Regions from separate parts of the Sus scrofa genome. Here region 1 is linked to region 2. Evidence: chromatin contacts called from public Hi-C data. All regions are on one chromosome and are shown on one strand. The core of a region is the stretch at or near the end of the contact, and the rest is flanking DNA. Distances in the headings are between cores, read along the strand shown. Region 1 holds the start of IL17RD (interleukin-17 receptor D). Region 2 overlaps IL17RD (interleukin-17 receptor D).

Region 1 (4,003 bases), core at 206-2,705, 52 kb before region 2:
TAAAACACTTCCTGTCCAGTGGTGGACATGAACGGGAAATCCCAGCACCCGGATCATCTGGTAGATGCTGTTGTTTGGGAGAACCCAGTACCCATCTTCTCTTCCTCTGGCAGTAATCCCTGCTCTTTGGGCAACCACTCTCCCCTACTTCCAGAAGAGGAGGTCAGTACCAATTTTATTCTAAATGGCCATTGAATAAAAGCCACCGTGGAAAATTTTAAATCAGGAACAGGCAATGGTCTGACATCTTTTTGAAGATCACTCTGAAACCAGTGTGGAGAAATACATTGTATTTGGGAAAAAATGGAAACAAAAAAAGAAGCCCTTTGGATGTTGTAGAGGAGGAGGTGGTAGCAGAAATGAGGGCGGGGGCAGTGGAGAGGGTGAAGAGGTGGGATTCAAGAGCACAGATATAAGTCAAAGGGGGAAGGGGCTTGTGGCAAAGTTGTATGATTTGGGCCACTCCACTTCTCAGCTTCTTCTTCCAGAGGCACTACTCACTTCCCAAGAGTAATTTAGACAAGCATAGTGGTTAAGAGTATTGTTTTTGCCAGTTTGGATTTGAATCTCAGGTCTGGCAGATGCTAGCTGTGTGACTTTATGCAAGTCAGTTAACAGATTAGCATTTGAGTGTTTGCTATGGATTAACCAATATAATCTTCCCCAGACTAGGACATTTAACTCCTGTTACTCCAGTACTCAGTGGGTGGGTACAGGAATGGGGAGAGAGCAAGTTCTTTGTCCAAGGCCCCCAACAGGATTTCTCAAACCACCACATTACCCTAGCTTTTCTGCGCAGAAAACTGGAATAACAATAATACTGCCACTTTCAGGTGTGTTTGGGAGGATACAAGAGAAGACCTGGCAAATCATAGGTGCTTGTAAGTTATTATTAAAACTATTGTAATCATATCCTTTGTGTTTTCCCAAGTTTTGCAGGGAGTAGGTATCACCTGGACAAACCTTTGGATTAAAAACAAAACAAACAAAAACAAAAAAACAGTTCCGCTCCTGGCTCAGCGGAAACGAATCTGACTAGCATCTGGGAGTTAGCAGGTTAGATTCCTGGCCTCGCTCAGTGGCGCTGCGGTGAGCTGTGCTGTAGGTCGCAGACGCGGCTTGGATCTGGTGTTCCTGTGGCTATGGTGTAGGCCGGTGGCTGCACTCCTATTCGACCCCTAGCCTGGGAACCTCCATATGCCGCAGGTGCGGCCCTAAAAAGACAGAAACAAAACAAAACAAAACCTCTCAGGTGAGGGGGAAAAACTGCAGCTGCCGGCCTCTGAAACAGTTTACTCGGACACCGGCTGTAGGGCTGTGCTTAGAGGTCAGGGCGGGGCCAAAGAGGGCTAGACCTCAGGGGCTGGGCCAAAACCTGAGGGTCGAGGCTGGGGGTCGGACCCGGGGAGAAGGGGCGGGGCTAGGGTCCGGGGCGCATGCTCTGTAGTGCAGCCTGCTCAGCCTCGGCGGTCGGCGCCACCGCCCACTCGCGGCTGGCCAGCTGCAGGCTGCCGGGGCGCAAAGTAGCGCCGGGCCGGGCTGGGCGAGCGCACGGCCATGGCCCCGTGGTTGCAGCTCTGCTCTGTCTTCTTCACCGTCAACGCCTGCCTCAACGGCTCGCAATTGGCCGTGGCCGCAGGTGGCTCCAGCAGAGCTCGGGGCGGCGACACCTGCGGCTGGAGGGTAAGAAAAGGACAGCGAGAAAGTTTCTCACTGTCCCTCAAAGCGCGGGGGCACAGGTGCTCGCGGGCAGTGGAGCCCGCGCGGACTTGCCTGCTCTCCGCGGAGTATTCGGCGGGGTTGGGATCCTGGCTGCTCCCGCCCTCCTGCCTCCCTCACGGGGCGCGCGTCTGCCTGCCCCGGCTGGGATGAAAGAGGCCGCTAGACCCCCGGCTTTGTGTTGCTAATGAGGCGCTGCCAACGACCGGGGTCCGGCTCCCGGAGGGCGGGCTAGAGGGGCGCCCGGCGGTGGGCTAGGGGAGAGCGCCCCACCCTTTGTTCCGGGCCCGGGGCAGTGCGCCCCAGGGCTGGGATCCTTAGAGCTGTCCGGATGGCGGGGAGAACGCTTCGGAGCTGGAGTGGAGGGTTTTCCTCGACCTCCGGTCCATAGCTCTGCAAAGGCCCGGGACTGCCAGGGAGGGGCCCCTGAGTTTGGGGAGGAGTGCGTCTCCCTCTCGGGACCGCTTTGTTCCTTCTTGGTTGGGTCGCCTTCACCCCACCGTCGGCTCCTGTCTTTCTGGTAAATTTTGCTCCGATGTTCAGCCCTTTGCTTAAAGAAAGGTCTCAGGGATGACCCTCCACCCTCACCCCGCCCCAGCTTGAGTTGCGGATATTTTCATGGTCAAAGGAAAGAATGAGTTTGTCACCTCGGTCGGGTGCCCAAGCACCGACTTTCGCCGTGTGCATGGAGCCCTCTGCCCCTAACTGAATGCTTCTTTGACACCATCTGGGCGGTGTGTCCTGGGGAGGGGTGTGTATGCGGGGACGCTGCCGTCCCCGGTACCCACAAGGTCTCCTGGGCTGGGGCCACTGTAGGACCGTGAGACTGCATCCGTCTGTCCCACCCCCTCCCATCCAAGCCAGGGCCAGCCTTCAGCTTTGTGGGGAGGACACCGGCTTTTCACTCAGGCAGCCACAGACATGCCCTTGGCTCTTCTTCTGGGCAGCCATGATCCTCAGTTTCTTCACCTGGAAAATGGGAATAGAGATTTCCCAGTATCCCCTAGCACTGCTGCTCTGAGGGATGGGTATGGGGGTGGTTTGCTTAGAGCAACATCCACCCACCTCTTGTGAGGTGCTCTGAACTGTCTCAAGAAGTCAAGGCCTAGATCCCCTTTCTGGGTACAGGCTGGTGCTTCCAGCTCACTTTCTTCCCATTGAGAAACAGTGCAGAAAACCAGGTATGAGCCAGGCAGCTGGAATGTCTTCAAACCCAGTAGCTGCACAATAGACAGCTTAACCCACCCTCCCACCAACCCCATAGAGAGTTTAATGTACAATAATAATATATATATAAACATCCTTCCTATTTGAGTGTAACATCACATTTTCTTACTCTGTCCCATTTTAGTAAAATACCACTTTTTTTTTAAACTTGGATACCAAATTTTCCTCTTTTTAATTTTTTCTTTTTTTGGCCACCCCATGGCATATGGAGTTCCCAAGCCAGGGATCAGCTACAAACCACAGTTTCGACCTATGCCACCACTGTGGCAACTCCAGATCCTTTAACTCACTGTGTGGGCTGGGATTGAACCTGCATCCTGGCGATGCAGAGATGCCTCCGATCCCGTTGCTCCACAGGGGAAACTCCCCCTTCCCATTTTTTTGGTCATGCCCATGTAGCATGGGGAAGTTCCCAGTCCAGGTAGCCAACCCATGCTACAGCAGTGACCAGAGGCACTGCAGTGACAATACCAGATCCTTAACCTGCTGCCCCACAAGAGAACTACCAAGTTTTTCTTTTTTTAGATCAAAAAATGTTTCTTAAGTCTATCCCATGTTGATTTATCAATCTTCCTACATTTTTTGGATCTAAACTGATATGATGGCTTTTGAATAACAGCATCACAGGTATTTTATTTTGAATTTTCATATGATAGTGTACATGGATCAGTCCAATTTGCTGTGTGTGTGTGGGGTGGGTTGCAATTGCCTAGGTGTCTTCACAAAACTTTGTGAAGTTTTAATGCTGTGAGTATAGCAGGGCCCCAAAGGAGCCAATCTTGTGGCTTTGTGTTTTCTGTGAGAATGAGTTCTCCCATAAACCTACAGCCCCACAGACTTAATGGTGGCCCTCACCCAGAGTCTTCATATTCATGCTGGGGGTGACCTCAACAGCTCCTTCCTTGGGGTTATCTTCACCTACTTTGTGAATGAGCATGGAAACCGCTGGACCACCTCCTGGATTGCAGGCTCTTCCCAACCTGTTACGTAGCTTCTTCTCTCCTGAACTTGCTTTTTGATTGTGGAGCCACAGCTTTCCCTGACCCGCTAGCCAACC
Region 2 (4,616 bases), core at 507-3,006:
CAGCACATCCAAATCTCGGGCTGTGGGTCAGCCAGCGCGCACCCTTGCAAGGGAGTTTTGTACTTGAAATGCAACATGGCAGGGTCAGTCCTTGCATACTCTTGTCCTCTGACCCTCTAAATCACGAAGCTCTAATTGTAGCTCTTTTGCCCTTCCCACCATAACATATGTGCTCTTCATCAAATAATTACAAGGATTGGAGACCCTATTCCGGAGAGAAAAAGATTTCCCTGGCCTTTGCCATTGATAATTTTCCCACCTGGTTAATTGCATCCTGTGTAATTACTCTCACCCTGGGAGGGGAAGGGTTGAAAACGTCTCCTTGTCTAGTATTCCGAAAGAATGCGAAATCGATATCTCGCCAATTGAGGCCGGCTTCAGGGAGCTCCAGCTGCAGTTGGACCACTTTAGTCTCCATGGGATACGAAGCCCCAGGCCTGGCTCTCGTGGCCAGCAGCACTTAATCCTTTTGAAAGCATATAGCTGGACGTGCAGCAGGGGAAGCTCAGGTGGTGGGAGGCAGGGCCAGTGCCTTTCAGCGGCGCTGTGGGCGTCTTGGGGCCTCTGAGACCGTATGACGAGCACACACTGGGCAGCTCTTGGGTGTCTGCCTTTCAGGCGTGATTAGAGCCAGAACCGCTTTGTAAATCCCATAGGCATTCTCCTGAACTATTGAATCTCAAGTCTAGGAGCCCCTTGGGTGCAGACATATATTTAGTTGGGAATTTTCTACGAAACATGCCAGCAAATATAGGACTGAAATGTGGAGTAGAAACATGGTTTGGGGGGAACCCCTAGACAGCACGGGGAATGATTGTTAGCTGAATACACGTTGTTTAATGACCTAGAATTTATATATTCCACTGCAGACTTTTATGATCGACTGTGACTTGAGTCTAAATATCTGAACCCTAATGTCATAGAGGCAAGGGGCGTTTGTGAAATGGCTGGCTGGATTAGAGGTTAATGAAATAGTAATGGTGGGACAGAGAAAATCACCTGGCCTTTTACAGAGGAATGCAGGGTATGCGTTATTCCTTTCTGTAAACTCAGATATTCTGGCTGGAGTAAGAATTCCTTTAACTCTGTTGTGTAGGTGGAGAGGACAGTAATCTTGAAGGAAGGAAAGTGCATTCTAAGTAATTAGGTTCACTTTTAATAAAAGCATTCTGCTCTGCTTAGGCATCGAATTCCTAAAAGGATTTCGGGTAATACTGGAGGAGCTGAAGTCAGAAGGAAGACAGTGCCAACAACTGATTCTGAAGGACCCGAAGCAGCTCAACAGTAGCTTCAAAAGAGCTGTAAGTCACACACGGGGGAATGTGCTCCTGAAGACACCCCATTGTTCTGGGGGCTGAATGGTCTATTGAAAGCCCATGAAACTGGAGGAGGAGGGGCTGTGGGGTCCACCCCCCTGCCAAGGTGGGCAAGCCTGCTCCCTGTTCCCAGAAACCCTCCAGCACCTCTCAGTGGTAAACAGACATGCCTCTCAGGTTACACGCTGGAGCAGCCCTCCTGGAAGGTGGCTTTTGTGCCCCCGGGTGTGGATATGGGCTCCTCCCCACCAACTTTCAGCCCCGGCTTCATTGCCAAAGAACAGAATTGCCCACCTTCCTTTTCAGTTGAGGGTCCAAACCCAAACTTGACCCAGAAAAGAGATCTCCCTTCCTTCACCGAGGGGATACATCCCCCAGCTCTGGAACTGTGTTGTGTCTGGGTGCCCCCCCCCGGGGAAGACCGGAGCTTTCGTGTGTAGGTGGAGGGCTGGGTGATTTCTCCGTGATGTCACATGTGTTTTTGTTCCCTTTTAGGGAATGGAATCTCAGCCTTTCCTGAATATGAAATTTGAAACAGATTACTTTGTCAAGATTGTCCCTTTTCCTTCCATTAAAAACGAAAGCAATTATCACCCTTTCTTCTTTAGAACCCGCAGTGAGTATGGTCTTGGCTGTTTCCCATGGGGAGATATTTCTCTTGCTTTTAATGACTTTTTGACAGAGATATGTTCAAGAGTTCATGAAATACTAGTGTGAAACTAGCAAGGTAAAGAGAAAAGCATCCAGAATAGCAAATTTTAGAATTAAAGTTTGGCCCATGTAGCATTCATCTAAACAGAGTCACCCATTTCTGGCTTGTTCTAGAGTAGACATGATGGAGTTCCCATCATGGCTCAGTGGTTAACGAATCTGACTGGGAACCATGAGGTTGTGGGTTCCATCCCTGGCCTTGCTCAGTGGGTTAAGGATCCGGCCTTGCCGTGAGCTGTGGTATAGGTCAAAGACGCGGCTCGGATCTGGCATTGCTGTGGCTCTGGCATAGGCCGTCAGCTACAGCTCCGATTAGACCCCTAGCCTGGGAACCTCCATATGCTGTGGGAGCAGCCCCGGAAAAAGGCAATAAGACCAAAAAAAAAAAAAAAAAAAAAAAAAGTAAATAAAAATGGAGTAGACATGATGGTTGATTTTTTTTTTTTTTGAAGGTACTGTAAGACAGCCATGTATTAAAAATCATTTGATTAAAAAAACAGGAGTAAAAAGTTTAAGTTGGTTTTGAAGTGAAGGGTAGAGCATGAAATGATTCCATTGTGTACCTGTCATCAGGAGGGTGGCCGCTGTCTTTTTTAGGATTTGATTAGGAAAATGAAGCAGTATCCCTGAGGTTACTTCGTTCTAGGAAGTTTATTTACTCATTTACCATCTATGTGCTAGGCTCTGTTCTAAATATTTTCCAAACATTCACGCAGCTTACCTCCATAACAACCCTACAAAAAATTTCATCTTAACTATCCCCACTTACCAGATGTGGAGTCACACACAGAGAGGTTAAAGGGCTGCAGGAAGCTGGGATTTGAACCCAGAAGAGCCTGACTATAGAGTCCACACTCCACTCTCAAACAAACTTGCTGGGTGCCTTTCTCTGTGTGGCTCTTTTCTTTTCCATCTGTTCTGCACACAGTGTGGTGTGTCTTTCGTCCCCTGAATTGCTGCTTTCAAATTTGGTGCCCATGGGGCAAAGACCATGTGCACTTAATAGCATCTCCTGATGCTTTACACATCACAACGAGATAGAGAATTGAAAGATTCAAAGAATGTGTTTATGGAAAGCTTGCCTACATCAAAACTAGCTTTAAGATTAATTTTCCTGGAGTTCCCATTGTGGGGCAATGGAATTGGCGGCATCTCTGCAGCACCTGCATGCAAGTTCGAACCCTGGCCAGGCACAGTAGGTTAAAGGATCCAGTGTTGCAACTGTGGCTTGGCTCTGATCCCTGGCCCAGGAACTCCCTATGGCTCAGGGTGGCCAAAACAGAAAAAAAGAAAAAAAAAAAAAAAGATTAATTTTCCTGATCAGAATCAGTGTCTATCTGGGCATGAGGCAGGGGCAGAAGAAGCATTTATCACCATTTCAGTGCACTGTGACCTTGATGCTGCCTTTGATTTTCTTGGTATGGTAAGGACCTTTTCCAGAGGGTTCTCCCTGGGTTAACAACATGACATGTAAGACTAGCTGTTAGTTGCCCCTTTACTGTATTTATATCACATTTAAATCCTGTTTCGAAGCTACTGACTTTGCTGCCTGATTTTCAGCACTTGGTGCTACTACTTAGTAGATGCCAAGATGTCATTTTTAGACTCCAGCAAAAGGATTTTAAGAGTGCTAGTGATGGTTAAAATAACCTCAAGACAAGTTACCAGGATCACTCTGAAGTTCTGTTGTGCCAGACATTCTGGAATGGAGCAGGGGCTGGCATTATTACTGTCTGTAGCTAAAGCAGAGCCCCCGTGCGGCAGAAGCATAAACACTATCTTACTGCCCTTTAAATTGTATAAAGCCTGACAAGCTTTTAAAATCTGAGTGACTCTACATTGTTTCCATTTATTTGGCATAAAATTAACTGCATCAGTTTTATATATATATATATATATATATATATATATATATATATTGTACAGTTCAAATTTTAATAAGATACAACTTCACTATACCGAAAATCACTTAAATTGATGCATTTTTTTGGCTGCGCCTATGGGTATAAAAATTCACAGGCCAGGGATAGAATCCATGCCATAGCAGCAACCTGAGCTGCTACAGTGACAATGCTGGATCCTTAACCAGCTGCACCACAAGAGAACACCGAATTGATGCATTTTTCATTCTTCCCAGCAGCACCCAGTGCTGTTTATTTATACTGTATTGAATTGTTGCAGGAGAAAAATGTCAAAGTGTTCTAAAACTAAGTACGCTCATCTTTCTTAATAGCCTGTGACCTGCTATTACAGCCGGACAACCTGGCCTGTAAACCCTGTAAGTACAGCTATGCTTGTCTGTCAAGTCCCAGGTGGTGTCGGGGTGCCCTGGGGTACTCACTTCAATCCTTCCTCTCCTAGTCTGGAAGCCTCGGAACCTCAACATCACCCAACATGGCTCAGACATGCAGGTGTCCTTCGACCACGCGCCACATACCTTCGGCTTCCGTTTCTTTTATCTTCACTACAAGCTCAAGCACGAAGGACTCTTCAAACGAAAGACCTGCAAACAGGTGAGCTGCTAGGTGCACATAAAGAAACACTCCTGTTTTAAAGTGACCCCTGGGCGCCTGAAATTTGGATGGTTCT

Evidence for each region. Hi-C and Micro-C count contacts between places; a contact is called where the count stands out from the background.
Region 1: a Hi-C map of omental adipose tissue shows a contact between it and region 2, with 2.0 times the contacts expected there. The contact joins the promoter of IL17RD here to the enhancer-like site in region 2. A contact is called at or near these places in 18 of 47 Hi-C or Micro-C datasets (adipocytes, adipose tissue, brain and 11 more) and 1 of 2 datasets of contacts at active chromatin or transcription factors (skeletal muscle).

What each region holds. Positions count from the first base shown.
Region 1 is chr13:39,004,173-39,008,175 of Sscrofa11.1, reverse strand. IL17RD (interleukin-17 receptor D) reads left to right here and starts at 1,455. Exons shown (of 13, transcript XM_021068996.1): 1 at 1,455-1,683. The coding sequence starts at 1,558.
Region 2 is chr13:38,951,506-38,956,121 of Sscrofa11.1, reverse strand. IL17RD (interleukin-17 receptor D) reads left to right here. Exons shown (of 13, transcript XM_021068996.1): 4 at 1,183-1,301; 5 at 1,812-1,932; 6 at 4,261-4,305; 7 at 4,389-4,540. Among named protein-coding and RNA genes, the nearest start is that of ARHGEF3, 28 kb to the right of the region's middle. Within about 2 kb of position 1,756, at least 9 of the 83 cell types and tissues checked have an H3K27ac peak or open chromatin away from gene starts, as enhancers often do. A contact at or near this core is called in omental adipose tissue, where this site is marked.